Linked DNA regions of Mus musculus: regions 2, 3, 4, 5, 6 and 7 are each linked to region 1. Evidence: chromatin contacts called from public Hi-C, Micro-C and promoter capture Hi-C data. All regions are on one chromosome and are shown on one strand. Each heading gives the region's core, a stretch centred on a gene start, on an enhancer-like site or on the middle of the called end of the contact. The rest is flanking DNA. Distances are from core to core; before and after follow the strand shown. Region 1 holds the start of Hacd3 (3-hydroxyacyl-CoA dehydratase 3). Region 2 holds the start of Csnk1g1 (casein kinase 1, gamma 1). Region 3 holds the start of Zfp609 (zinc finger protein 609). Region 4 holds the start of 1110036E04Rik (RIKEN cDNA 1110036E04 gene). Region 5 holds the start of Pclaf (PCNA clamp associated factor). Region 6 holds the start of Rpl4 (ribosomal protein L4). Region 7 holds the start of Smad6 (SMAD family member 6).

Region 1 (3,342 bases), core at 135-2,634:
CATCTACAGCAGCTCCTCCTCTAAGTCCTTCAAGCATCAGAAGAGTCTGTAAAAAGGTGAACATCAGAGCCAAGCAGGATCTCTTGCCAACAGCAGAAACTAGGCGTACGTCCTGGCAATAGCCTTTATCAGTGTCAAGGACCAAATGAAAGCTTTCTGCAGGAGTAATGACTGATCTCTGAGAAGGGAGACATGGCCCTGAGCCAAACAGGGCTAGGAGGGGGGGGGGCAGTCTCTAGAGAGGACAGTGTGGTTTCTTTTTCATTTGACTGACATCATCATAAAAGCCTTATTCCCATCCCCCTGCCCCTGGCCTTGCCTTCTAGTCTCCCTCACCCTGCCCCACCACCGTGTACTTTTTAGCCTGGATGATAAACTCTACTTTATTTCCCTTTCCTTTGTTTGTTCAGGTTGGCCTTGAACTCAGTACGTAACTAAGGATGACTTTGCACTTCTGAACATCTCAAGTGCTGAGATTACAGGTGTTCACCACTAGTCCTGATTTATGTGCTATTGGGGATCAAACCCACTACCGACTAGGCTATAGTCCTCTAGTCCTCTAGTCCTCTTACTAATCTCTGTCTCTCTGTCTCTGTCTCCTTATTGATTTCCCTGGAAATGGGCCCATAATAGCTGTGCTCCTTTACAGAAAAACTTAGAAACAGATGATGACACTACAAGGAGCTGAGGTTATAGTAGAGTGCCTGTCTGCAGCATCCAGGTCCTCAAATGCTCAGGACGGGGCTAGGGATGCCAAGGAACTGATTTGTTTGTTTGCTTATTAGTTCATGTAGATAGCTATAACGAATGGGCTGTTCTGTTTGTTGGGCAGTGAATGGAAACCATCTCTCTTAAAACAGGAAGCCTGAGGCCAGGGGAGGTGTTGCACACCTTTAAATCACAAGGGAGGCAAAAGCAGACGACAGGTCCCTGGATCTGGTCTACCAAGTGAATTTCAGGTCACCTAGAGCTACATAGTAAGACAGACAGAAAGAAGAAAGAAAGGAAGGAAGGAAGAAAAAAAAAAAGCAACACCAATGTATGTCTTGAATGGCTCATCTGTCTTTCTGTGTGTGGCCTTGAAGCCCAGGGAGGAAGTGGGTTCTCACTAAACGCTGCGATCATACAAAAAAACTTGGAAGGGATCCTTGCACACAAGCCTCTTCATACGCCGCCAATCCGCCCTTTCTTTGTAGATTAGAGCCTCTCACTTTCATGTTCTTGTGCAAGGACCTCTCTGAAGCGCCACAGGAGGTAAGCGAGGAGCTCAAAAGCCTCTGATCCGAAGGCCACTGAGCCGCTGATCACGTGGCGCAGCCGCTAGCCTCTCCCACGTCCCGCCCCGTCCTCTCCCTCGCTGGGTTCGCCCCGCCCTCCCGCCCCGGTCCTCACTGCGCAAGCGCGAGCCGCGAGCGTGGGTTATCTCGAGACAGCCGGGCTGCGGGCTGCGGAGCGTGCGGGTCTGAGGCCTGCGTTCTGCTAGCTCCAGCGGCTCACAGGCCGAGGTAACGAGGCGCAGCAAGCCGAGCCTCCCCGCTCCCCCGGACAGCGTGGGCCATGGAGACTCAAGTGCTGACGCCGCATGTCTACTGGGCTCAGCGACACCGCGAGCTGTATCTGCGCGTGGAGCTGAGTGACGTGCAGGTAAAGGCCGGGCTGCGGGCTGCGCGCAGGATCGGGGGCCCCCCGGTCCCCGTCGGCCGCCCTGTGCGTTTGCGCTCCTGCAGTGCGCCAGCAGGAACCGCGAGTGGAGCGCCCCGGTCTCCCTTAGGGGCTGCAGGTGCCGTCCGGCGTTCTGCGCTTGGCCCCGGTATCCCCTTTGTTCCTGGTAGGCGCCCTGGGGAGCCTCAGCAGAGTCCTGGAAGCCGGCGGCTGGCCTTCGGGTTGCCTAAGGCCCTCTGAATTGTGGGATGAGCTCCGTGGGTCTAAAGTGCGGCTTGACAGTGGCCTGTTGTGCGGTAGCAGGACGTCAGCGCTGGCCTCTGAGGTTTAGTCCGGGCGGCCCATTGACCTTCTCAAGGCCCGTCGCTGGGCTGGGCGGGGGGCAACCCCCCAACCGTTCAGTGATAGAAATCTACACCACACCTCCGCTCACCAAGGAAATGATTTCCATCCTCTCTTTAAGGCTGCGAGCTCAGCCTTAGCAAGTTGCGTAAAGAAATTATCGTGTGACATTAAGTATTCATTTCACCACGTTTACCTATTAATGTGAGCAAATCAAATCCCTGGGAACTTCCCATGTCTCTAACCAGACCATCCAGTATTCTGTGTGAAGCGAGTGGTTTTGGTCTGGAATGTTCTTTCCCTAGTCTCCTTGACATCCATGGTATTGTAATCTTCATTCCTCTGAACTGTTTCTTGCTCGCAGTTAGATACCTGTCTGAATTCATCAATTCATCTGGTCTATTTTCTTGCAGGGTCTAGGTGCCCATGTCCACTTGAGTCTAATCTTTGCTTCTGGAATGTAAATAATTTCCCCTTGTGAACGATGAAGCTAATACTGGCCAGAATGTCTTTGAGTAAGCAGTAAATTTCATTTAAGGTGTAAGCAAACCCGAATAAATGCTACTCTAGAATAGGATGAATAATTCTCTGTGCTATTGTTCTCTACTCTGCTACAAGATTCTTTGCTAAAATAGAAAAAAAAGTTTTTGTTTTTAATTTTTATTTTTGTATTTTGGAGACAGTCATGCTATATAGTTATGGCTGGCCTGGAACTTACTATGTAGACCAAGGCTGGCCTGGAACTCACAGAGATCTGCCAGCCTCTGCCTCCTGAGTGCTGGGATTCCAAGTGTGCACCACCATGCCCAGAGATTCGAGTTTGAAACACGTTAACAGTGAACACTGTGAAGGTGGAGAAGAAAGGAGAACATTTCTTTTGGAGAGAAAAGTCCTTTTTAAGAAATTTTGGGAAGAACGAGTCCCTCACCCCTATGGAGGCTTTATCTTTCTGGGGCTTCACGTCTGCTAGTCTGAGGCGTTAGTTTTAAAAGAACATGTCAACACCATGTATACCACACCACAGATTTACAGAGATGAGTCAGACGAGCTCCACTTTCCCAGGCCCAGGCACCTTTTCCAGGGCATTCTGTCCAAAAGGAAGCATATCACATACAAACAAAAAAGGTTGTTCATGAACATGTCTGTTGGTAAAGCTGGGGTTTGGTGTATTCTTTGCCTCTCTTTTGTTGAGTTGGAAATGACTTCCAGAGATGAGAAGGCTTCTTGTCTGCCTTTTACTGGGAGAACTTACCAGAGAGCCCACCTGTAGCTAAAACGAAGCTTACTGTAACTACTCTTTGCCGTGTGTGTCAGTGTCTGTTAAGAGTGTGTTAAAAC
Region 2 (3,531 bases), core at 157-2,656, 890 kb before region 1:
GTTATATAAGTAATCACCTCTCTTTTGACACTGACTAGAATTTAATTCCTCCTTGTGAAGAGGCTGAAACTGTTAGTCTGTGACTTGACCAAAGTCAACAACTAGTTAAGAGGCAAAGGCGGGTTCATTCCCAGAATTATCTTTCTCAAAGCCAATACTTCCACTTGAACATAATTATCTCCTTAAAAGATTAAGAGAGAGTTCAATCATTGGAAAGGGACTCTTGTCCCTTGTCTCTCTAAATGTTCACTAGTTCTTCTAAGACATATACTATACTTCCTACAATTCAGTCACTTAAACAAAATGAAGATAGCATTTCTAATTCGTTTAAACCACAAAAGGATTACTGGCAGGTGAGAAAGAGGTTGAAAAAGGCTTGCCTAAACATGTCTCATCTAGACCTCTAAATATGGATTTCCTAGTGGTTTTTTTAAAGCATGCTCATTTACAAGGCTACGTTTGAATATAGTCAGATGCCTTCCAGTATTGCATTTTCTAAGAAAATTCATACCAGACTCATATCGGTCTGGGAGACTGCTAGAATATGCCATTCTGGCACTTTGCAAATATCCGAAAAATCATCCGGGGGCAACAAACCCAGTTTCACACTCTTGTTTTACGACGTGATGCGTACCCACTTAGGGGACAACGCTCCTATAGGGCGCCCTGCCGAGAGAGCAATAAAGGAAGAAGCGGGGGAAGCGCACGGAAGTTGGGTGGAGGGAGGTCTCATTACCCACTCTTCTGCCCTACCTCTGCCAAGGGCGGCTCCACGGTGCCCAGCCGACACGAAACCCTTACAAGCCCTCGAAGCCCGGCTCTGTCCCAACAGAGAGTCCGGGACGCGGACAATGTGAAGCACAGGATGACCACAGTCACCTCTCCAAGTCTATACCCTTGATTTCGGCCCTGGATGATGCTCCCCCTTCTTTTCGGAGCTGGCACTCCAGGTGGGAAACTCCCGGTCTGCATTGGCCGAAGTCCCTGCTTCAGAAAGGGCGCCTCCTGCGACCGGGTCTAACCCGCAACCCGCAACTCTTTGCACGCAGGGACCCTGGTCCCTCTGTCCCGCCCCCGCAACCCTCCACGGACAGGCCCGCGCCCCACCCGGGATTCCCGAGTCCACTGCCCCGCCCCAGCGAAGGGCTCCTAAAGCCCCCACCCCACCCCCCCCACACACACACGTACACACACACACACATCTCAGACTCCAGTCTCCCAGACCCAGTCGAAGCCAGAGTACCTACCTAAATCAGCGGTGCTCCAGTGTTCCAAGGGGGCGGGCGCGGTCCCCTCCCCGAGGCGCCTACTGCTTCTCTCAACCACCCCTTAAGCCGCAGCTTTGCTTTCCCAGGAGCGGGAGGGAGCGGAGGGAGCGGAGGAGGCGGAGGGGAGGGGGAAGACCAGTTGAGGGGCGGCCGAGCCAAGCCGGAAGTACTAATGCAGGTCCCACCCACCTCCTGGAGCCGCAGAGCATCCTCGTTCTTCTGATAGGACAAACCCCTGTCGTCGCTGTGAAATTCAGACCACCACTTCCGGGTCGTTAATGCTGCGGCCCCTCCTTAGCAACAGCGTGGGGTTGCTAAGCGGAAGTGCCTTTAAATACCCCCCTTCCCCCCCCATTTCTTCGGGGACTGTTGGTAAGTGGGTTGGGAGCTTCGTTTTCTCATTTGGAAATGTTTTTAGGCCTTTAGTTTACAATGTTAGGCCAGGTAAACCCTTCGCTGCAGCAGGTAGTAGGCCCAACGTAGCTGCTTCCATCAGTTGGTCTCTGACACCAGCTCCAAACTACACACACCTCCTGGAATCCTGGGCCATCTCGGCAGCTCCTCCCAAAGCTCCTCTCCAGGCCCCTTGCGGGAGCTTCTTTCTCACTGTCTAGCAAGCATCTCCCTCTGGTGGATTTCCTGTCGTTTCAACCAGACTTTTGCATGCATTTCGTTCTGAACCGGCTCCAGAAGTCGAACAGTGAAGTGGGTAAGAAAGTTTTGTCTTACCTTGTCTTTTCTTTTTTCTTTTTTTTTTTTTTTTTAAGGATTTAACGTTTTTATGTGTGACCTGGAAATAACCTAGCTATATTTGAGTCTATGAAAATTGACCAGAGTAATATTATTATTGTTATTCCATAAAACGGGGGAGTTGGGGGAGACAAAGAATGCCGGTAATCTCGCTTGAGTAGGAAGACAACTAAGCCTCCCATCAGAATAAACCAACATACCTATACGGTGACTAAGAAAGGTGTCCATAAAAACCCTCATTTAGGCTGGGGATTTAGGTCTGTGATACAAAACTTGCCTGGCATGCCCAAGGTCTTTAGTTCGATTCCCAGGCATCGAAGAAAGGAAGGGAGGCAAGGAGACTCATTTACTGGACATGACAAGCAGACCTGTAATGCTTAGACTCCAGAGGAAAAGCGAGGATAGTAACTCCAAGGCCTAGACTACATGGTCAGTCCCAGTTTTAAAACATTTTACCTAACATACCCGAGGCATAAGTTCACTCTTTGAAAAAACTGGAAAACTATGGTGGAGACCAAAGCCAACAAAATAACCCCCTGTAACGACCCCTATAATTATAGTAATTATATTTTTAGAGAAACCTGGGGTGGGGGATAAAACCATCACTTGACTGTATTATTTTTTGAGTCTGAATCTCACTTTGAAGCCCTGGATGACTGATCAGGTAATGTCTATGTAGACCAGGCTGGCCCTGAATTCAGAGACCCACCTTCCTCTTCTCCCAGGTGCTGGGATTTAAAGCGTTCACTACCGGGATGGACCGGCTTTCCTATTTTAACTTTAACTTCTGAATTTTTCTCATCTACATCAGTGGATACACTTGCAACTGTAAGACCCGATTTTATTGGTCACAAAATTATTAGTAGACTGTTGTTTACCTCAGCTAAGACAGAAAACTAATTTTGGTAATTGAAAAGTAACACTAGGCCTTTTCATTTCCTAGACTCATAGGATGGCATTAAATTGATCCATCCTAGGCAGTCAACTCTGCAAAGCTTTTAAGAAACCACTTTAGGCTCAAATGTACCAGCAGTTGGTTATTAAGTCTAAAATAGTTCCATTCCCTACCCCCACCATCATCGTGTATACAATTGGAAATACACACACACACACACACACAAACACACACACACACAATCTGGGTCAGTGATGAGTGTTACAGTAGTTTAGTATTTCACCTGCCAGCAGGTCTAAATTCCAAACTTTAAATTCTAAAATAAATATAAGTCCAACATGCAACAGTTTACAATACATCTAAAGAACTAGAACATGTTTATGGTTTAAAAAAATGTGGCCTATAGAAATTGGTGCCTCATCAAATAAAATTCAGTTAGAACTAACCATAAGCTTAAGCTAATGTGGAAATGCACCTTCATCTGCAGAGCTCTCTGTCCACTGCCTGAGGTGGTTTACAAGCAGCATTTAGCTCCTTTCCTATAGCCTTGGGGTTTTTTAATTCACTGTTCTATTAATATATGAAAATCTGGATTGAGTCCTAAATAACCACATGAGC
Region 3 (3,541 bases), core at 598-3,097, 810 kb before region 1:
TGCTGGAGTCTGTACCACCACACCAGATTCTTATAACTTTTGTGTTGTAAAATATCTTCTTTTATTTAAATATTGTTAAAATGTAAAAATTAGTTTTTAACTTACAGGATTTACCAAAACGTGGTAGTGAATCTGATTTGTTCTTTGGGCTACTAGTTTGCCAATTCTTGCTCTCGAGATACAAGAAGTCAAAACTTGAGATTCTCTTACTGTCTTATACATTAGATCCTTGTCTTTAGTCAGAGTCAGCTAACTGTGATTAAAAGCTAAGTAGAACTGTTTCCTTGTCCCCTAACTGTTTTAGTCTAGTGCTACAATGTTTAACCCTTCATTAAATCACAGAGATATGGAACACTAAACCCTGTTTTTCCTTTCTGTTTAAGCCCTCATTTTGTAATATAGAGTATAGATTGGTAAGTTGGCCGCCACTCTGAGTCATCAGTTCTGTCCCTTTACTATCCAATAAAACTATCTATGGACCAAGAGGGAATTACTTTTTCCTAGACTAGATGGGCTTGGGCTTAGCGTTCATCTTTAAGCTGTCAGCTCTCCCACCCTCCTTTTCTTTCTGTGAAGATAGCAAAGTTATGACTCACTCGATCTCTAAGTCACATGCTACTGTGAATGGCACCAGTGAAGAGTGCCCTTAGGATAAGAGAATAAAGGTAACTGCATAGCTGAATAAAATGGTCTCAGACACAGGAAGGGCATGATGGGGGTTCTTGAGAATTGGATAAACATTGGTTTGCTATGGTAGGAGGTGGAAGTCTTAGGTCATGAAGCAGTTTCGTAAGCAACTGGTGGGAGGGCTCAATTTCACAAGAACAGAATGTCTGCTGTGTAGATGGTGTGCTGGGCAACCTTAAGATAGGTAACAGATTTAAAAGTCACAATCTATAGTGACAGAATGGTGAGATGGAGTGCAGAAACGGGCTCAAGGTTAAAAAGCAGTAAGATTTAGTGATACTGGATGTTGAGGTGGAAAGGGACACAGGTACTCTAGAGGAAAACAAACGATAATCAAAGAAAAACTGAAGACATTGAATAAAAAAGGAGTTTGAGGGCCAGTGAGATGGCTCAGTGGGTAAAGATGCGCGCTGCTAAGCCTAAGGATCTAAGTTTGATCCCTAAAACCAAATGGTGGAGGGAACGACTCCTGCAAATTGTCGGCTGACCTGCAAACGTGCGCCACGACACGTGTCCTGTCCCCCCCAACCCCCACCCTAAATTCTTTACTTAAAATAGTTTGCCGAACTAAGCGGCAAAATGGATGAGACAGTTAAGAGCTGTGCACTTGTCTTCTGTTCTTTGTAGAAAGGTTCATGTTCAGATCCCATGATCTTTCCTCTTTCCACGATAGAAAACATCTGTATTTAAGAGCTAACGCTTCTCCAGAGACTTTTCGGTGAGAAGTCTTATCCAGCCAGGAATCTGCACGAGGAGAGAGCATTGGGTTCAAACTGTCCAGCCCGGTCTTCTGAGCTTATCTTAGTTTCGACCCGCCCGCCAGGTTTTCCAGCATTCTTTTCTCAGGGCTCGCAGCTACCGCGCATTTAGAGACCCAGGACTTAGCTCCTGCATCCAGGTTCCGGGTTTCCTCGTGCACTCGCCCGCTCCAGACTCCATAGCGCACGGAATCCGGATCCGAGAGCACGAGAATCCAGTGTCCAGGTCTTCCAGGCTGCCCTGGTTGTCCCGGATCGCGGCGGCGGCGGCGGCGGTGGCGGCGGCGGCGGCGGCGGCGGCGGCAGCTGAGGGACCCGCAGCCCCGGACACAGCGGCCCCGGCCAGGCGGGGCGGAGCGGCGCGGGGAGGGGCGGAGAGCCGGGGCGGGGAGGGGGAGGGGCCGCGGCCCAGATGGCGGCCCGGGACGCGTAGCAGTGGTGGCTCTGCGGCCCGGGGCCCCGGGCGGGCGGAGGTGGCGGCTCCCGGGACCGGCCGCGCGGTGAGTCTAAGCTTTGTGTGGAGCCGGGGCTGGGAGGGGGAGGCGACTCTGGGGGAGGCCCGGCGCCGAGGGGCGCGGAGGGCGCCGGAGCAGCGGCGCCCGGCGGAGGAAGTGGGGGTTGGGGGGGCCGGGGCGGAGCGAGGGGAAGGTGTGTGCGGGGAAAGCGGGGTCGTTGCGTGGGTGGGGGAGGGGGCCTGAGGTGAAGTTCAAAGCATGGCCCGGGCGGTTCGGGCTGAGGGTGGCGGTGCCCGGGATAGTCTCTGATTTGGCCAGGTGGTAGGGGCAGGCCAGAGAGTTTTCGGAGGCTCTGCCGAGGGAGCCCCGGGGCGACTGGGGCTCGTTAGGGACTCAGGGGAGCGTCGGGAGCGGAGGGTTGAAAGCAGGACGTGTGCGCGACCCGGGAAAGGAGAGCAAGGTGGCTGGGAGCGTGCAGGCAGTAGGTTGTGGGTGTGTGCGCCTTTCCAGTCTTAGGTCACATTTTACTCCTGTCCTTTTCTTCAAGATGGAGGGATCCCTAGGCCTGGACTTTAAACTGCTGTCCCTGTATCCCCGGGAGGGTTTGAGACCCTGTCCTGTTTGGAAACCCCATGCTGCCCTCTTTTCCCTTTATGTGTAATTACGGTTGGATCATCTCTCTGCTTGGTTCAGATTCTCCTTCCTCCCTCTGGGGCTGAGGAGGAGGAGACACATCTGACCAATTAATGTGTGTTTGTGAAACAGGCAGCGGCAAACAGTCATTTCGGCTTCTAGGAATTAGGCTCACACAGGGTGGAGAGAGCAGAGCCCTTCAGGGGGAATATTTCTGAACAAATCACAGATGATTAAATTCTCTCAGAAACCGCTTCCTACCTAAATGAGAGTGGGAAAGATGGGGGAGAAAGCCTGTCTGTTTCCAGCCATGTGTCCAGAGCCCCAGGGGTTGAGGAGAGTCCCTAAGCCCCCACAGGCCTCTCTTTTCTGTATTAGGCTTTGCTCTGCAGCCTTGAGTTAATTTCACCCCTGCTGCTTTGTCTTGGGGGAGGGAGTGCTGGTTTAGGCTGTTGTGAGAGATGACTGTTCTGCTGCCACACAATAGTCGTGTCATTTTATCGGGAGTGCTACCCCAGGGCTGAGAACTGTTGCAGCAGAGATAAACCGGTCCCTCTCACTCGCCTATTGTGTACACAGTGAAGGTCATAGGTTCAAGTCTTGTCTGAGAGCTTTGGATATGCTCCATCTCCCAGGCTCCTCAGTGCCATTTTCTTCCTTTTCCAGACTGGGGCTTGCCATTGGAAGAGGCCAGACAGAAAGGCTCTTCTTTTTGAGTGAGGAACAATGCAGGGCTCACTGGCACACATTTTTCAGAAGAATAGAGGATGCCAGCCATGTTGTGCCTGCCTCTGGTTAGCCTGTAACTAAGTTGTGAAGGAATAGCGTCTGGGACACGCCACCCTCATGCTTTGTGGCAGACCTTTGAGGAAGGTGACTGTGAAGAAGGTTCTGTACTTGCATAAAACATTGTATTTAAATGTCTCTGTATAGAAATGGGAGTCTCCTGCAGTTATTTTTGTTTGTTCTCTTAGGAACACCACTAAAGGCCTGTATATGAGTAAGATA
Region 4 (3,691 bases), core at 381-2,880, 970 kb after region 1:
CAAGGACACTACTCAGTTTGAATGGGAGTCCATGATAAGGGCCTCATTTTGTCTTAATGACCGTGTGTGTGTGTCTGTCTGTCTGTGTGTGTGTGTTTTCGGGATGCACATGTGTGTACCTGTGAAAGCCAGAGGGCAAACTTGGATTTCATTCCCTGGGCTCTGTTCATCTTGTTTTCCAAAGCAGGAGTCTCTTACTGGCTAAGAACTCACTGACTGTCCGGACTGCTGGCCACAGAGCCACAGGGATCTCCCTGACTCTGCCTCTGACACTGGAGGAGTTTCATGTGTGTACCACCATGATGATGTCTGCTTCTACATGTATTCTGAGGATCAAATTCAGTTTCAAGGTACAGGCAAGACAAACACTACTAACTGAGCCACCTCCCCAGCCTCCATAACAACTTCTAAACAGCCCCTACTTCCAAGTACAGCCCAGTTCTGAAGTACTAGATGCCAGCCAGTCAGTCAACATGAACTTGGTGATGCCACAATTTTGCTTATAACAAAATCCAACGGCTATCAGTGCTCATCCCTGGGCTGAGGGGATAGACTTGGAACTTCCAGGAAGCTGGAAGCATTCCAAGAAGATTTCCTGGAAGGGAAACTTCAAATCTTGGTCAAAAGGGAATCAGAAGGAAAGACTGGAAATTCCAGGCAAATGAAACAGCAAGAACACAAGCCTGGAAACAGGACGCGTTTCAGGAAAGATAAGCTGGTGACTGTCTGGATGAGTCACGGGCAGAGTCTCCCAGAAGGTAACGTTGTGAAATGCCTTGGATGTTGGAGAGGCTCGGGGCTTGATTCTGCTTCAATAAGGACCCATTGAGAACATCTGAGCTCAAGAAAGAGGAGGGTTGTACTTTGGGCCAGAATCAGGGAAATCGCTGTGTGGAGCAGGCTTGCCATTTAGAGCATGCGACAGAGAAGCCCCTGGCTTGCTGATTACACACGGCTGGAGTCGCCACCAAGTTTTTGATTCAAAGTGCCTTGATAGCCCCTGAGCGTATTTTGGATTTTGTTTTTTGCTTTTTTTTTCCCTTCGCCCAACTTCTCAGGGCTGCTACTCTTGATGGCCCGTGAGATTTAGGAAGCACCGGAATTTTACTAGGCAGAGAGAGCAGAGTCCCGGCAGGCAGAGGTGTGGCTGCTCCTCTCCCCTCCTGACTAGGCAATCACCCTGGAGGACAGCAAGGCCAAGGCCTCAGGGGAGGTGGCGCCAGTTCTGGAGAGTCATCTTGTGTCTGGTTGCCATGGCATCCGGCACTGCATAGGAGGGCCAATCCGGCTCCCCCGCCGGAAATAGGGTGATCACCTGGCCTCCGCGCTTTCCACAGCGCCGCGGGGTTTTCTGTTTGTTTGGTTTGGTTTGGAAGCAAACACCAAATAGTTAAACTTCCCGGAGCTTGTATCCGGCAGAACAATTCTACGGAAGATACTTTCCTTTTCAAGCTGGGGGCCGTTGAGTCTAAGCTCGTCTTGGCTCCGCTTGGTTTGGCCCTTTTACTCCGGCCACGCCCACTCCAGTCCAAGCTGGCCTTCTCTGCCTTTGGCTGTGCTCACCTGCTACCTCGTGAAGAGCAAGGTCCCTGGAGTCCTGCTGCCCTTCCTGCTGGTCATGGGGAAGATCCTCAACTCCTTTGTAGTCATACCCTCACCTGAAGTTTGGGAGTAAGACACCACCTCCTCGGGTTGCTAGGAGGAGTAACTGAGGGTGAACTTGGAAATCCCCCGGATACTACAAAACAGTACAACGGGCACGTGAAGCTGCATTAACAGCTCTCATTATTTTTACCTTTGCTCTTTTGTAGTGGCTTAGTCACCGGCCTCACACGCTTTATTGATTTTTACCCACACTGGGTATGGTGGAGAACTGTGAGTTCAAGGCCAGCGTTGGCTGTGTAGTTTGAAGCCAGACTGCACTCCCTTAAGACTCAGCTTTGGGGGCGGAGCACTGGTGGCGCACGCCTTTAATCCCAGCACTTGGGAGGCAGAGTTTGAGGCCAACATGGTCTACAGAGTGAGTTCCAGGACAGCCAGGGCTACACAGAGAAAAAACAAAACAAAACAACAAACAAACAAAAAAAGACTCAGCCTTGGAAAGACATAAAACAAACAAAAAAATTCCATTACAGCTTAATTCAGAATAAAAAGAGAGAGACTATAATCCAATTTAAGAGAAATACAGTATACAGTGTCTGCTTAGCTTCAACCAGGCCCTCAAACCTTGCGTCCTGGCTTTCTAGGCCAGGATTTCTGCCTCCTACCCGTATCATCTCCTACCTAAGCACTCACAGGAAGTGAGAGATCAGGCAGAACACAAGCTGGCTCCTGCAGTAAACGGCTTCAAAAACTCCTTCTCTCTCATAAAATCCAGATGCATGCTTTCATGCTCAGGACTTTTACGCCCGACCTACACTGCCGCTTCCTGTTTAGTGTCTGCCACCAAGACTAAGGTGTCCCCTGGAATTTCTTAACCATTCCATGCTCTTTATATATGTCAGTCTCTCTGCTTGGGATCCTCTAAGCTCCATTTTTCTTTTTGTTGTTGTTTTGTTTTTTTTTTTCTTCCTCACTTTAAGAGAGATACCATCAAGACTGTAGTGTCCCACTGGGATTTCAATGTGAGTGTGTGTGTGTGTGTGTGTGTGTGTGTGTGTGTGTAAGCACTTAAACACTCAGTATGTAAGCTGTGAAGGCTCCGAGGAAGGCTATGGAGGCAACCAATGGGGCCTTTCTGCAGAGAAACTCTGTGAAGCATTACTTCCTTGGCTGCCCAGGTTCCTGTTCACACTGCGTCTACTCTGCCTCTTTTCTCCCCGGGTCACATCTCTTACTGAGCTCCCCAGGAAGAGCGGCTCTTCCCAGGGACTTCGTGGCCCATCCAAGCTAGCCAGGCCCGGCTCTACTTAGCTTCTGGGATCGGATTAGATCAGGAGTGTTCAGATGATGTGGCAGAAGACCTTGCCGGGGACTTTGATACATGGAGACATGGGAGACATGTAGTAACCTTGGCTATTTGGGGGTAGCCAAGTAGAGACTAAGTGACCCCAGGCAGCTTTGTTTCAAGGTGCAAAGAGCATGTGCTTCCTGTGGGGCCCAGGCCCCTCATCTTGCCCTAAGGGAGGATCTTTGAGGGGATTCAGCCTCTAGTTAGGTGAAGTGCCAGTAGGGTCCCAGGGCTTAGAAAGATGCTTGCTCTTCACATCCTCAACTGTGTGCTCTGTTTGCATCTGATCCGTTATTTACTTATTTCCTGTATATTTATCTGTGTCTCTCTGTGTGTCTGCATGTTTGTGAGTGTGCCCATGGAGGTTGGATGAAGGCATTGGATCCCCTAGAGCTGGAGTTACAGATAATTGTGAGATACCCACCACAGGTGCTAGGAACTGAACCTGGTTACTCTGGAAGAGTAGCAAGCGCTCTTACCACAGAGCTGTATCTCTGGCCCACAACCCCACAACTTATTTTTAAAATGTATATGTGTGGGCAGAGGGTACAGCTTGGCTGGTGCAATGCTTACCCAGCATATGTAAAGCCCTCACTGGGTTCAATCCCCAGCATCACGTCGTGCCTGATGCCCTTAGCTCTAATCAGAGCACTGAGGAGGAGTAGGCAAAAAGCATCGGAAATGCCAAGATAAGATCGTCCTTGGTTACTGTGGTGCTGTGAATATGAATGGCCCCCGTAG
Region 5 (3,319 bases), core at 36-2,535, 870 kb before region 1:
CTACGTAACAAGTTTGGGGCTACCCTGAATTACATGAGAACGTGTGTGTGTGTGTGTGTGTGTGTTATTCCAGCAGTGGGGAGATGGAGGGCAGAAGGATCTGGAGTTCAAAGGTGTTCTTTGTACATAAAAATGTTGAGGCCAGCCTGGGCTACATGAGACCTTGGAAGAAGGAAAAGGGAGGGAAGGAGGGAGAACAAAAGGGAGGAGAGAGTTAAAAAGGAAGGTCGGATAGGGGAAGAACTGGGGAGTAGAGGAGGAGGGAAAAGCAGAGACAAAAGCAAACCAATCTGGGGCAGTGTGGTTAGCTCAGCGGTAGGGTACTTGTTCAACATGGGCAAGGAAGGCCCAGGGTTCAGTTCCCAAAGATTGCATGCATGGTCAAACAGACACTCACATACATCCCCCAACCGGAAACGCGGTAGTACAGTCAATCATCACCATAAATCTAATGAGGAGACACTTAAGTAGCCTCCAAGAAAATAGTAACTGTTAACAATTTTTAAAACACCATTCAGAAAAGAAAAAAAAAAGTTTAAAAATATACTGCCCCTCACCACCAAGACATGAATTTTCCATTGGACCCTCACCCCCATCCAAGCCTGCTGAAAGACTAAGGCTCCCTTAGAGGGCGAGAAAGAAATTTAGGTGTGAGAATGTCAACGGAAACAAATTCCAGAGGAAGGAAACTAAGTAAAAATAAATCCACCGCGGGTCAGGACCACACAGGTTAGTACTGCCTTGCCCGGCCTGATGCTCTCGGGGTGTTACTTCAGAAGCTTCCACGACCCTTCCTACCTTTTCTCGACGAACTTGAAGAATTGGTGACAAAGGTGGAGGAGCCAAGCACCTTCCTAGGGGCTTGAGAAGCCACCGCTGCAGAGAGAGATAAATAGGGGCGTTCAGAAAAGGCAGGAGGGTTCGGATCCCCGAGCTTTGTTCTACAACAGTCCCAGGCCAGTAAAGAGGAGGGAGATGAACAGCAGCAAACGACCTTGCCTGTTCTCTGCAGCTTATTAGCAGTGAGGGCCGGGAGCCTGCCTTCTAGCTGCTCAATGGGAGGCAGCCATGGGCGTCTCCACCCCTGGACAGGCTGCCTAGGGAACCCCCTGCCACCTCGCTGCATCATTTACCTTTTCTGTAGGCTCCTGGAACGTAGTTTGCTTTGGTCCGCACCATGTTCACACAAGAAGAGACAACTTTCACCGTCACCCCAACTGCAGATGTCTCAATTAGAGAAGAACCCGAAAATGATGTTCCCGCCACCGTTTAAATGGGTCTCTTTCCCGCGCGCTCCAAGCGCTTGAGAACCTCGATTCTTATTGGTTCCGCGCCTTCACTCTGGACCAATTGACAGCGTCCAGCAGTGACAGCCTCGAGACTTAAGGTTTTGCTGGCCAGTCAGTCCATCAGCCCCAGTGGTCGTGATTTGTACCTCCCTGGTAGGCGGTGCTAGGACTCTGGGTGGGGGAAGAGGGGGGCACGAAGTATGGAGGTGAGGTAGATAGGTTGTGAACTAGCCAAAATAAAACCAAGTAGAGATAGGGATTGTAAAATTTCTTCAAAAGTTACCAGAGTTAAATCCATGATAATTAAACACTGAAAGTGAAAATTAAGTGGACTTTTCTATGTAAATCATAACTAAAGTTTAGTATCCTAAGGATGAACCCTACTGTGTTCTAAAACAACTTTCTGAGGCGGGAGAAAGGAAAACTCAATTTAGTTTATTTAGTTTACAGTGTTTTAAAAACCGTTTTCAGATCGCATGAGACAAAAAATTAGGACAAATTGTCCATACACATATAAAAATAAGTAAATAAAATTTAAAAAACATGGCCAAAGAATTTTTTAAATGCCAAATGTAAAAGGGTCACAGCACCAACCCACGTGAGGATAACCCTGCAAAAAAGAGATCATATTGTCTGACCCATATTTCAAATTACAATATTCCTAAGAATTTGTGTTTGTTCTGAATGCCATGCACGAAACAAAACCGTATGTGCTTGCTGCAGAATGCTGTCTGTTAATGCTTGTTTAAAAGATGACCCTTCAGCATGTTACAGAACTACTTTTCTGCAGTGAATTATGCTTGAACAGCAATGAAATCTATTCAGGGCCTTAACCAAATCAACAATTAATAGTATATTCAATTTAAAGATTTTAAAGCCAGGCCTACTGCACCTTGTAATCTCAGCCCTGAGGAGGCAGAGAGACTGGGAAATTGTGAGTTCCTTGCCAGTCTGGGCTAGATCACAATATTTTAGAAAAAAGAAAAAAATATAGAAAGGAAGAAAAGAAAAGGGGCACAGTAGTTGAGAGTATTGCTGCTTTTTCAGAGGAACCCAGTTCAATTCCTAGCACTAGCATGGCAGTTCATTCATGGCAGTAACCAAGCTCCAAGTGACTTGGCACCCTCACACAGACATGCAGGCAGGCAAAATGCCAATACACATAAAATTAAAATAAATCGTTTATTTAAAAAAAGAAAGGAAGGAAGGAAAGGAAAGAGCTAGACCGAAAAAACAGGAGCTGGAGAGGTAACTCAGCAGTTAAGAGAACTGGCTACTCTTCCAGGGACCCTGGAGTACACAGGTTCAATTCCTAGCACCTCCATATCAGCTCACAACTGTTTGTAACTCCAGCTCCAGGGGATCTGACACATTGACACAGACACACTCAGGCAAGATGGGAATCAATGCACATAAAATAAATCATCAAGAAAAAAGGAGCCAGGCTGTGGTGCAGGCCTTCAATCCCAACCCTCAGGAGGCAAAGGCAGGTGAATCAAGGCTGTCCTGGAACTCTACAGAATCAGCTCCAGGAAGGCAAAGGCTACACAAAGAAAAGAAAATGGAACAACCAAACAACTAGACAAACAACTCAAGTGAAAATAATGAAAAGGTTTAGGCAGTCATTAAATTAACATTATAATCTTAGCAATTGCCTGTAGTTTATCTTACTCTGGAGTGTTAAATTACTGCCAAATTCTCACATAAAATCAACAAGTCAATCAACAGACATTCCATTCTTGTCATTCACCCTCATGAAAATGAAGTGTTTCTTTTCAGTTTTTGTTTTTCTTTTTTAAAGATTTATTTATTTTATGTATGTGAGTACACTGTAGCTGTACAGATGGTTGCTGGGAATTGAATTCAGGGCCTCTCCTCACCCTGGTCAAACGACCCCACTCCTTCTATTTGCCCCTGCTCTCTCCAGCCCAAAAGACTTATCATTATATCTAAGTGCACTGTAGCTGTCTCAGACATACCAGAAGAGGATGTCAGATCTCATTATGCATGGTTGTGGACTACCATGTGGT
Region 6 (3,575 bases), core at 23-2,522, 850 kb after region 1:
AAACCATATAATGTTATAATAATAATAATGGATTCACTTAAAAATAATCAAGAGTACTTATATTGACAACATTGGAGACACATTCATCCCATAATTAAATGTCAAGAGCTTGATATCTGGAGACAAATATGTAAATACAGAAGTAAAAGTCCCAATATTTGAGGCCATATACAGGCCAATCTGTGGAATCAGTTTGAGGCAAGTATTGCTTTGCAGGAGACCCCAAATTCAAGCAACACAGTAAACCACCACTGGGTTTATCATTTCAATAGTTTTACAGCAAAAGGACAACCTGAAAATCTATCAATTTTAATGAGAAACAAACTTGGAAGCAACATTATAAAAACTGTTCATAGATACTGTTTAATGAGGACATGTTAAATTAATTCTACCCTCACCAACTTCAGCAAAGCTGGCCTGCTCATTTATCCAATGTTCCAGACCCCTTCAAATTCAGAAACGTTTTGATACTCTGAAAGACTCTTAACTGAGGATTCCACCAGCACTTAGGTCTGACCTATTTCCCATGTGCCCTTCCAGATACTATACCATCTCTTCTACTATACCCCCCTTTAAGTCGTCTCACAATAGGACAACCTATCTAGTCGGTTTAACGATGAATCTAACAGTCTCCAAATTACTGTGGTCAGAACAACCTTAATCCATCTACAGATAAACATTCGTGGTAAAACAATATACTAATTACTACTGAAAACTCGCTTAAGATTCAAAGGTCTAGATTACATCATATAAAGTAACGAAGACATGCATTTCCAGAAATTGTCTTAAAGAGGTGAAGGCAATCTTCCTGGAAAGCATAAATTCAGATATCCTTCAGCCCTTTTCTTTGAAGACAATTTCTCCGGACTGAAAGCACATGACCCGCCACGGCCTGTGCGGAGTTGTCATCGGACGATCTCGAACCCCTGACAAGTCTCTGGCATCAAAACGCTCGGCTTCCAGCAACCCTGCTTAGAACTAAGCAAAGCTTAGAACTAAGAAAAGCTAAGATCCCAAAGGTTCCTCTACCATCCACCTGGCGCTGTTGCCCACGTTGCCTCTAAGATGGCTGCCTCAGCGCCCACAACTCAGCTCCGGCCAGAAAAGGTGCTAGGTTTCCTTTCCCTCGTCTCCTCTCTGCAGATTCCATGTTCTGAACCTTCGCCCTCCTCTATAGCCGCCCCCCAGACCAGGGGGAAGCCCAGTGTAGAAGACCTCCACTCACCATGACGGGGAGAGGAGAAGGCCACGCTCCTCTCTACCCGGCTGCTCCCACAGGAAAAGGAAAGACTTGTCACTTGTACTCTATATATCCTTCCACTCGTCTTCCGCATCCTGCCCCTTATCAAAATCAAATTAGAGACACGATCTATCTTTCTGCTACATGTAAAAATTTCAAAAGGTAATATTATTGCGTGACGTGTGTTAAAATTATGTATTCATTTTTTTTAAAGTTAAAAAGAGTGATTAGAAAGGAGGGACTCTTTTTCGCGGAATAATTCGTAACTCGTCACAACTCTCGCGAGAATTATCTTTCTCCTCATCCCGCCCACCCTCATCATAACATCTCTTTTAGTCCATTTTTTCCCCCCTAACAGAAATGGGAGACTTTTGGAATAGTAAATTGAGGGGATGCTCTACTAAATTAAAGCAATGTGTTAGCGTTGAGTACAAACCGAACTTAAAGCGTGAAGTAGTTCCGGCGGGGCGGGGTCATGGCCTCTGACGTCATTGTCTGGGCGCGCAGTTCAGTTTAACTTCTTAGCAATGGACGGAGGCCACGGCGGTATGTGGTCGCGAATGAACCGCGCGGCGGAGGAGTTTTATGCTCGTCTCCGGCAGTGAGTTGTGGTTGGGGAATGGGATGGTACTTGTCCCTCCCCTGCCGGTGGTGTTTGCCACAGCTGGCTGCCGGCTTTCCTGGACCTGGGATGTGAGAGGCAGCCAGGGCTCTGCGGAGGCCTAGGCTACTGCCGGCCTCCGGAGAAAACACCCGAGCTTACCCAAGGGAGGCAAGATGGCAAAGCAGTGTACGGATTGGACTGATGTACACGCTTCTAAGTAGAGGCTCCTGGGACACAGAGAGCTAGATGTCATCGGGCCTCAAGCTCAGAAACGGACAGAATCCGCATCGACCCTCCTCGGCAGCCTCCTGATGCCGAGATGAGAGGCGTGAGCCGTGCCACAAATTCACTGTGTTCCCTCAGTGAAATTCTGTCAACTTCTACATCCTGTGTGAAAATCTAAGTCAGCGACTCACATCAGAATCACCCACAGGGTTGCCAAAATATACATTGACTGGCTCAGCCTCTGAGATTTTTGATTTCGTAGGCCTGATGTGAAGACAAAAAACTTTAATTCTAGGTGCAAGGTGTTGCTAGTTGGGTATAGCCCATTAGTCTCTAAATGCTATCATTTTTAACTGCCATTATTGCCCCTCCTGTTTACAAAAGCAGTAATAATTTTTCACTACTACAGGAAAAGAACTAATGTGCTTTTGTTTTTTAAGATAGTTTCAGAGCCCGGCGTGGTGGCGCACGCCTTTAATCCCAGCACTCGGGAGGCAGAGGCAGGCGAAGTTCGAGGCCAGCCTGGTCTAGAGAGTGAGTTCCAGGACAGCCAGAGCTATACAGAGAAACCCTGTCTCGAAAAATCAAAAAAAAAAAAAAAAAAAAAAAAAATAGTGTCTCTGTGTAACCCTGTCTGTCTTGGAACTCAATCTGTAGAGTAGGCTGGCCTGGAACTCAGAGATCCGGCCGCCTCAGCCCTCAGAGTGCTGGGGGTCAAAGGCGGGAGCCACCACTGCCCAGCTAAAACTAGTGGGTTTTAGTGGTTGGGTTTTTGTTGTTGTGTTGTGTTTGTTTTTTTTTGTTTTTTTTTTTTTTGAGACAGGGTTTCTCTGTGTAGCACTGGTTGTCCTGGAACTCACTCTGTAGACCAGGCTGGCCTTGAACTCAGAAATTCACCTGCCTCTGCCTCCCTAGTGCTACGAATAAAAGCATGAGCCACCACGCCCAACAAAACTGATGTTTTTAAAGAAGCTAATGTCTTTGAGCTCAGGAACTTGAGTTGTTTTTAACTGTTGTGGTATTTTGCCATGGTGTTAAGTACTTTATTGTTTTAAACCCAAGATCTCTGAGTTTGGACTTGTAAACATCGTGGCCCGGTGTCCAATGTGCTGTCCTTACAGGCATGTACCATTATGCCCAGCTTTTGAGGTTCTGGAAATGGCTTCACACATTTTAGGCAAGCACTGTTATTCCCGAGTTATGTTCTCAGCTTCTATGGTTGTTTTATGTCTGTTTTATCACCTCCATTGATACAAATTTATTTAGATCCTTTATGCTTACTAATTCTTTCCTGGATGTTTTCATCTTTCCATGCATAAACTCTAGAAGTTTTCACTTACTGTATCCCTCTCCGTGCCTACTGAAGTTTCTTGGTGATCTCCAGGGCTTCACCACAAACCTAGGAAGAAATTACCATTCTTGCCGATGTGGCATTTAACTCCAGAATTCTTCAAGTTAAGAGTCCTAAACTTAAAAGACCAGCCAGCTTCTTTCTTTTCATCTTTC
Region 7 (3,354 bases), core at 428-2,927, 1.0 Mb after region 1:
TACGCAGGCCCAGGCTGGCTTCCAGGTCTCTGTGTAGCCCAGGAGAGCACTGAACTCCTGATTCTCTTTCCTCTACCTCCCAAGTGCTGTACTCATGGGTGTGCACAATCCTGTAGGCTCTCTTTGCGTTTTAGGATCATCAACTTCTTCAGGGATGAACGGAAGCTAAAAGACAAGTTTGTGTGGGCGCTTCTTGCCCACTTTTGATGTATGCACTTATTAGTAAGGATTTCCTAGAATCTTGAGAAACCAAGGCCAGGACAGCTACTCATATTCACCTTGGCCAAAATAGTGAAGGGTGGGTGTGACAATCGGCCCTGCAGCACTGGAGTACCTGGCTCCAGGTAAGACTCAGGGAAGTAGTCTGTATCTTTCCTACACACACGACCCTTCCCCCAGCGCACTTCCAGACCCGTTCCTGGACTTGCACACCACCTTCGCTACAGCAGTCCAGAGCACAGGTATCCTAAAGGGGATCACAAGTCCGCGCCCCATCCTCCCCACTCCGCCTCCCGCGGGGTGCGGCGTCAAGCCCCAGGCCAATGAGAGTAGCGGAATTTCTTTCATTGAGCTCGGGGCCCCGCTCCTGCCCGGAAAGGGGCGTGGTGCTGCGCCGGGGGTGGGGCCGCGGCGCGCCAGGGGAGGGCGGGGCCGGCCCTGCGGCTGGGCCAATCGGCGCCACGCCCGGGAGGGGGAGGGGGAACCAGGCCTTTTTTCCCCTCCGCGCGGGGCCAATCCTGACTTTACAAGCTTGAACTTTTGCCACCCTCGGACTAGCAAGCACGCCCGAGGAGGTACCCCGCCGCGCCGGCTCCAGGGCAGGAGCGGCCTTAACCCTTCCCATGCCGGGTCCCCAAGTCTGTCCCCAACTTGCCCCCGTTTTTATAGTGAAACATAACTGGGGAAAGCACGCCCCTCTATCACTCTCGAAGGGGCATAAGGTAAATCCTCGAAGGGAGAAGAAAGCGCCTGGCCTTGAGAGGAGCCTAGGACGCCAGGAGGGAGAGCCGGGGCGACCAGGAGGAGCCATCCAAGAGCACTCCTGCCTCTACCCCACCCTGTCCAAGTCCCCACCTCGGGCTATCCTGGAGCTCCCTCGATCACCCGCCCCCCAGTGTAGCCTAGGCGGAGAGACCCCTAATTTTGGGCAGGGGGTGCGTGGAGCCTTCATAGGACACGGAAGAAACCCGCTATCCCAACTTCGCCGCCGCCCCCCAACTCCCCAGAGACGGAGGGCAGGAAGGCGCACACACACGCCCATTTTTATTAGCCCGCGCTGAGGCTGGGGGTTTGGACTGACTCTAAAGTGCTATGCGCGTTTGCAAGTTTGGGCACAAGCCAGAGAGAGGCAAAGGGCCGCCTCGGAGTCCGGGTCGCGGTGGGTTCACCCAGCAGAGCTGGGCATCAGGGTGTGAGTGTTTGTTAGCGCGTGTGCGGGACGGCTGGTATCCGTGCCCAAGGCACGACGTGAGCTTGAGAGTGAGTCGCGGGCACTGTCAGCCTCGGGGCGGGGGTGCTGGGGCGGGCGAGGGGCGGGGGCCCGCGTTCGGCCCGCCCCGGGAACCAGCCCCCTCGGAGCCTCGGGCTCAGCAATGGGACGTGTTCTCCTTTAAGAGTTAAGAAACTTGAAACCTTGTTTGCGCAACAATCAGCGCCGCGGAGCCGCCAAAGTGTCTAGACTGGCATATGATGGGAGGCAGCCAATGACTCCGCGGCGCTCCTCCGGGGGCCCTCAGTGTGCGTTTGAGGAGAACAAAAAAGAGAGAGAGCGCCGAGAGGGGGAACGAGCGAGGGAGCTGAGTCCAGAGAAAGAGCCGCCGGGCGCTGCCTCGCCAAACCTCGCTGGGACCGCGGGGCCACCAGGAGGCACTTTGGTGAAGGGGGGGGGGGGCGACCTCGGCAGCCGCGGCGCCCGAAGCGACCCAGCGCAGCGTGGGGCGGGCTGCGACCTCTGCTTCGGTGGATTGCATTTTTAATTAAGGATTCCTAGCAGCTCTTTGGGATTTTTTTTTTCCGGCTTCCACTCATGTGTTGACACCCGCGTTCAGGAGAGACTTGCCCCAAGTGCACCGAGCGCCCGGGACCTGAGACGGAATTGCTTTTCGTGCGTGCAAAATCCAAGCATTTTGAGTTTTGTTTGGGACCTTTTTCTTGCTTTGCTTTTATTTCTATTTTTATTTTGTTGCAGGGATATGGGAGTTATCCACAAGCCTTAGTTTCGGATCCTGCAGGGAAAGCCCATGTAGCATAGCTTGGCTTTTGAAGGCAGAGTTGTGCAGACACATTTGGGGGCACGACGCAAGCGCTTTGTGCTCGTGTACCAGCCGCGCAACTTTTGAAGGCTCGCCGGCCCATGCAGGGTGTCTCTAGCATCGTTTCGCTGGTGGCTTCCCTAAGGCTCCAAAGCAGCTGGAGTTGAGCGGTCCCGGCCCATCGTGATCCATGTAGCCCGCTGGTCCCTCGCGGACTGAGGCTCAACACGCGCGTGTTCCCGGCCCGGCCCGGCCCGGCTTGGCCCGGCGCGAGCTCCCTCATGTTGCAGCCCTGCGGTGCCCCTTCGACGACAGGCTGTGCGCGGTCTGCACGGCGCCCCGCGGCAGAGCTTCATGTGGGGCTGCGGCCCGCTCAGCCGGCGCCTCGTTGAGGGAACGGACCCCCGGTAACCGGAGACCGCCTCCCCTCCCACCACCCCAGGCGCCAAAGGGTATCGTATGTTCAGGTCTAAACGTTCGGGGCTGGTGCGGCGACTTTGGCGAAGTCGTGTGGTCCCTGATCGGGAGGAAGGCAGCGGCGGCGGCGGTGGTGTCGACGAGGATGGGAGCCTGGGCAGCCGAGCTGAGCCTGCCCCGCGGGCACGAGAGGGCGGAGGCTGCAGCCGCTCCGAAGTCCGCTCGGTAGCCCCGCGGCGGCCCCGGGACGCGGTGGGACCGCGAGGCGCCGCGATCGCGGGCAGGCGCCGGCGCACAGGGGGCCTCCCGAGGCCCGTGTCGGAGTCGGGGGCCGGGGCTGGGGGCTCCCCGCTGGATGTGGCGGAGCCTGGAGGCCCAGGCTGGCTGCCTGAGAGTGACTGCGAGACGGTGACCTGCTGTCTCTTCTCCGAACGGGACGCAGCAGGCGCGCCCCGGGACTCTGGCGATCCCCAAGCCAGACAGTCCCCGGAGCCGGAGGAGGGCGGCGGGCCTCGGAGTCGCGAAGCCCGCTCGCGACTGCTGCTTCTGGAGCAGGAGCTCAAGACGGTCACGTACTCGCTGCTCAAGAGGCTCAAGGAGCGTTCGCTGGACACGCTGTTGGAGGCTGTGGAGTCCCGAGGCGGCGTACCGGGCGGCTGCGTGCTGGTGCCGCGCGCCGACCTCC

The links. Promoter capture Hi-C pulls out the DNA fragments that hold promoters and counts their contacts. Hi-C and Micro-C count contacts between places; a contact is called where the count stands out from the background.
Region 2: a Micro-C map of embryonic stem cells shows a contact between it and region 1, with 6 times the contacts expected there. The contact joins the promoter of Csnk1g1 here to the promoter of Hacd3 in region 1. A contact is called at or near these places in 3 of 39 promoter capture datasets (liver, pre-B cells and second pharyngeal arch cranial neural crest), 2 of 484 Hi-C or Micro-C datasets (B cells and embryonic stem cells) and 1 of 115 datasets of contacts at active chromatin or transcription factors (memory CD8 T cells).
Region 3: a contact with region 1 is called in a Hi-C map of CD8 T cells, with 4 times the contacts expected there. The contact joins the promoter of Zfp609 here to the promoter of Hacd3 in region 1. A contact is called at or near these places in 2 of 39 promoter capture datasets (erythroid cells and liver), 2 of 484 Hi-C or Micro-C datasets (CD4 T cells and CD8 T cells) and 1 of 115 datasets of contacts at active chromatin or transcription factors (memory CD8 T cells).
Region 4: a contact with region 1 is called in a promoter capture Hi-C map of erythroid cells, with 22 times the contacts expected there. The contact joins the promoter of 1110036E04Rik here to the promoter of Hacd3 in region 1. A contact is called at or near these places in 3 of 39 promoter capture datasets (erythroid cells and liver), 1 of 115 datasets of contacts at active chromatin or transcription factors (pancreatic cancer cells) and 1 of 9 other capture datasets (adipose tissue).
Region 5: a contact with region 1 is called in a promoter capture Hi-C map of liver, with 2.4 times the contacts expected there. The contact joins the promoter of Pclaf here to the promoter of Hacd3 in region 1. A contact is called at or near these places in 3 of 39 promoter capture datasets (liver, pre-B cells and second pharyngeal arch cranial neural crest) and 2 of 484 Hi-C or Micro-C datasets (B cells and CD8 T cells).
Region 6: a contact with region 1 is called in a promoter capture Hi-C map of neural stem cells. The contact joins the promoter of Rpl4 here to the promoter of Hacd3 in region 1. A contact is called at or near these places in 22 of 39 promoter capture datasets (the 3T3-L1 cell line, 3T3-L1-derived adipocytes, the C10 cell line and 14 more), 3 of 484 Hi-C or Micro-C datasets (CD8 T cells, natural killer cells and pre-B cells), 12 of 115 datasets of contacts at active chromatin or transcription factors (astrocytes, bone marrow-derived macrophages, effector CD8 T cells and 9 more) and 3 of 9 other capture datasets (adipose tissue, embryonic stem cells and liver).
Region 7: a contact with region 1 is called in a promoter capture Hi-C map of pre-B cells, with 2.2 times the contacts expected there. The contact joins the promoter of Smad6 here to the promoter of Hacd3 in region 1. A contact is called at or near these places in 3 of 39 promoter capture datasets (liver and pre-B cells).

Annotation. Positions count from the first base shown.
Region 1 is chr9:65,019,759-65,023,100 of GRCm38.p6, reverse strand. Hacd3 (3-hydroxyacyl-CoA dehydratase 3) reads left to right here and starts at 1,384. Exons shown (of 11, transcript NM_021345.2): 1 at 1,384-1,644. The coding sequence starts at 1,558.
Region 2 is chr9:65,906,885-65,910,415 of GRCm38.p6, reverse strand. It overlaps Csnk1g1 (casein kinase 1, gamma 1), which reads right to left and starts at 1,406. Exons shown (of 14, transcript NM_173185.2): 1 at 1,248-1,406. It overlaps Trip4 (thyroid hormone receptor interactor 4), which reads left to right and starts at 1,622. Exons shown (of 14, transcript NM_001357872.1): 1 at 1,622-1,977.
Region 3 is chr9:65,825,870-65,829,410 of GRCm38.p6, reverse strand. Zfp609 (zinc finger protein 609) reads left to right here and starts at 1,847. Exons shown (of 10, transcript NM_172536.3): 1 at 1,847-1,945. Trip4 (thyroid hormone receptor interactor 4) reads left to right here. Exons shown (of 14, transcript NM_001357872.1): 14 at 1-484.
Region 4 is chr9:64,047,768-64,051,458 of GRCm38.p6, reverse strand. It overlaps 1110036E04Rik (RIKEN cDNA 1110036E04 gene), which reads right to left and starts at 1,630. Exons shown (of 3, transcript NR_040713.1): 1 at 1,564-1,630.
Region 5 is chr9:65,888,289-65,891,607 of GRCm38.p6, reverse strand. Pclaf (PCNA clamp associated factor) reads right to left here and starts at 1,285. Exons shown (of 4, transcript NM_026515.2): 1 at 1,134-1,285; 2 at 799-876. The coding sequence starts at 1,179. The region is part of intron 1 of Trip4 (thyroid hormone receptor interactor 4); the gene reads left to right.
Region 6 is chr9:64,171,084-64,174,658 of GRCm38.p6, reverse strand. Rpl4 (ribosomal protein L4) reads right to left here and starts at 1,272. Exons shown (of 10, transcript NM_024212.4): 1 at 1,226-1,272. The coding sequence starts at 1,228. Zwilch (zwilch kinetochore protein) reads left to right here and starts at 1,728. Exons shown (of 19, transcript NM_026507.4): 1 at 1,728-1,841. The coding sequence starts at 1,768.
Region 7 is chr9:64,020,382-64,023,735 of GRCm38.p6, reverse strand. It overlaps Smad6 (SMAD family member 6), which reads left to right and starts at 1,677. Exons shown (of 4, transcript NM_008542.3): 1 at 1,677-3,354. The coding sequence starts at 2,712.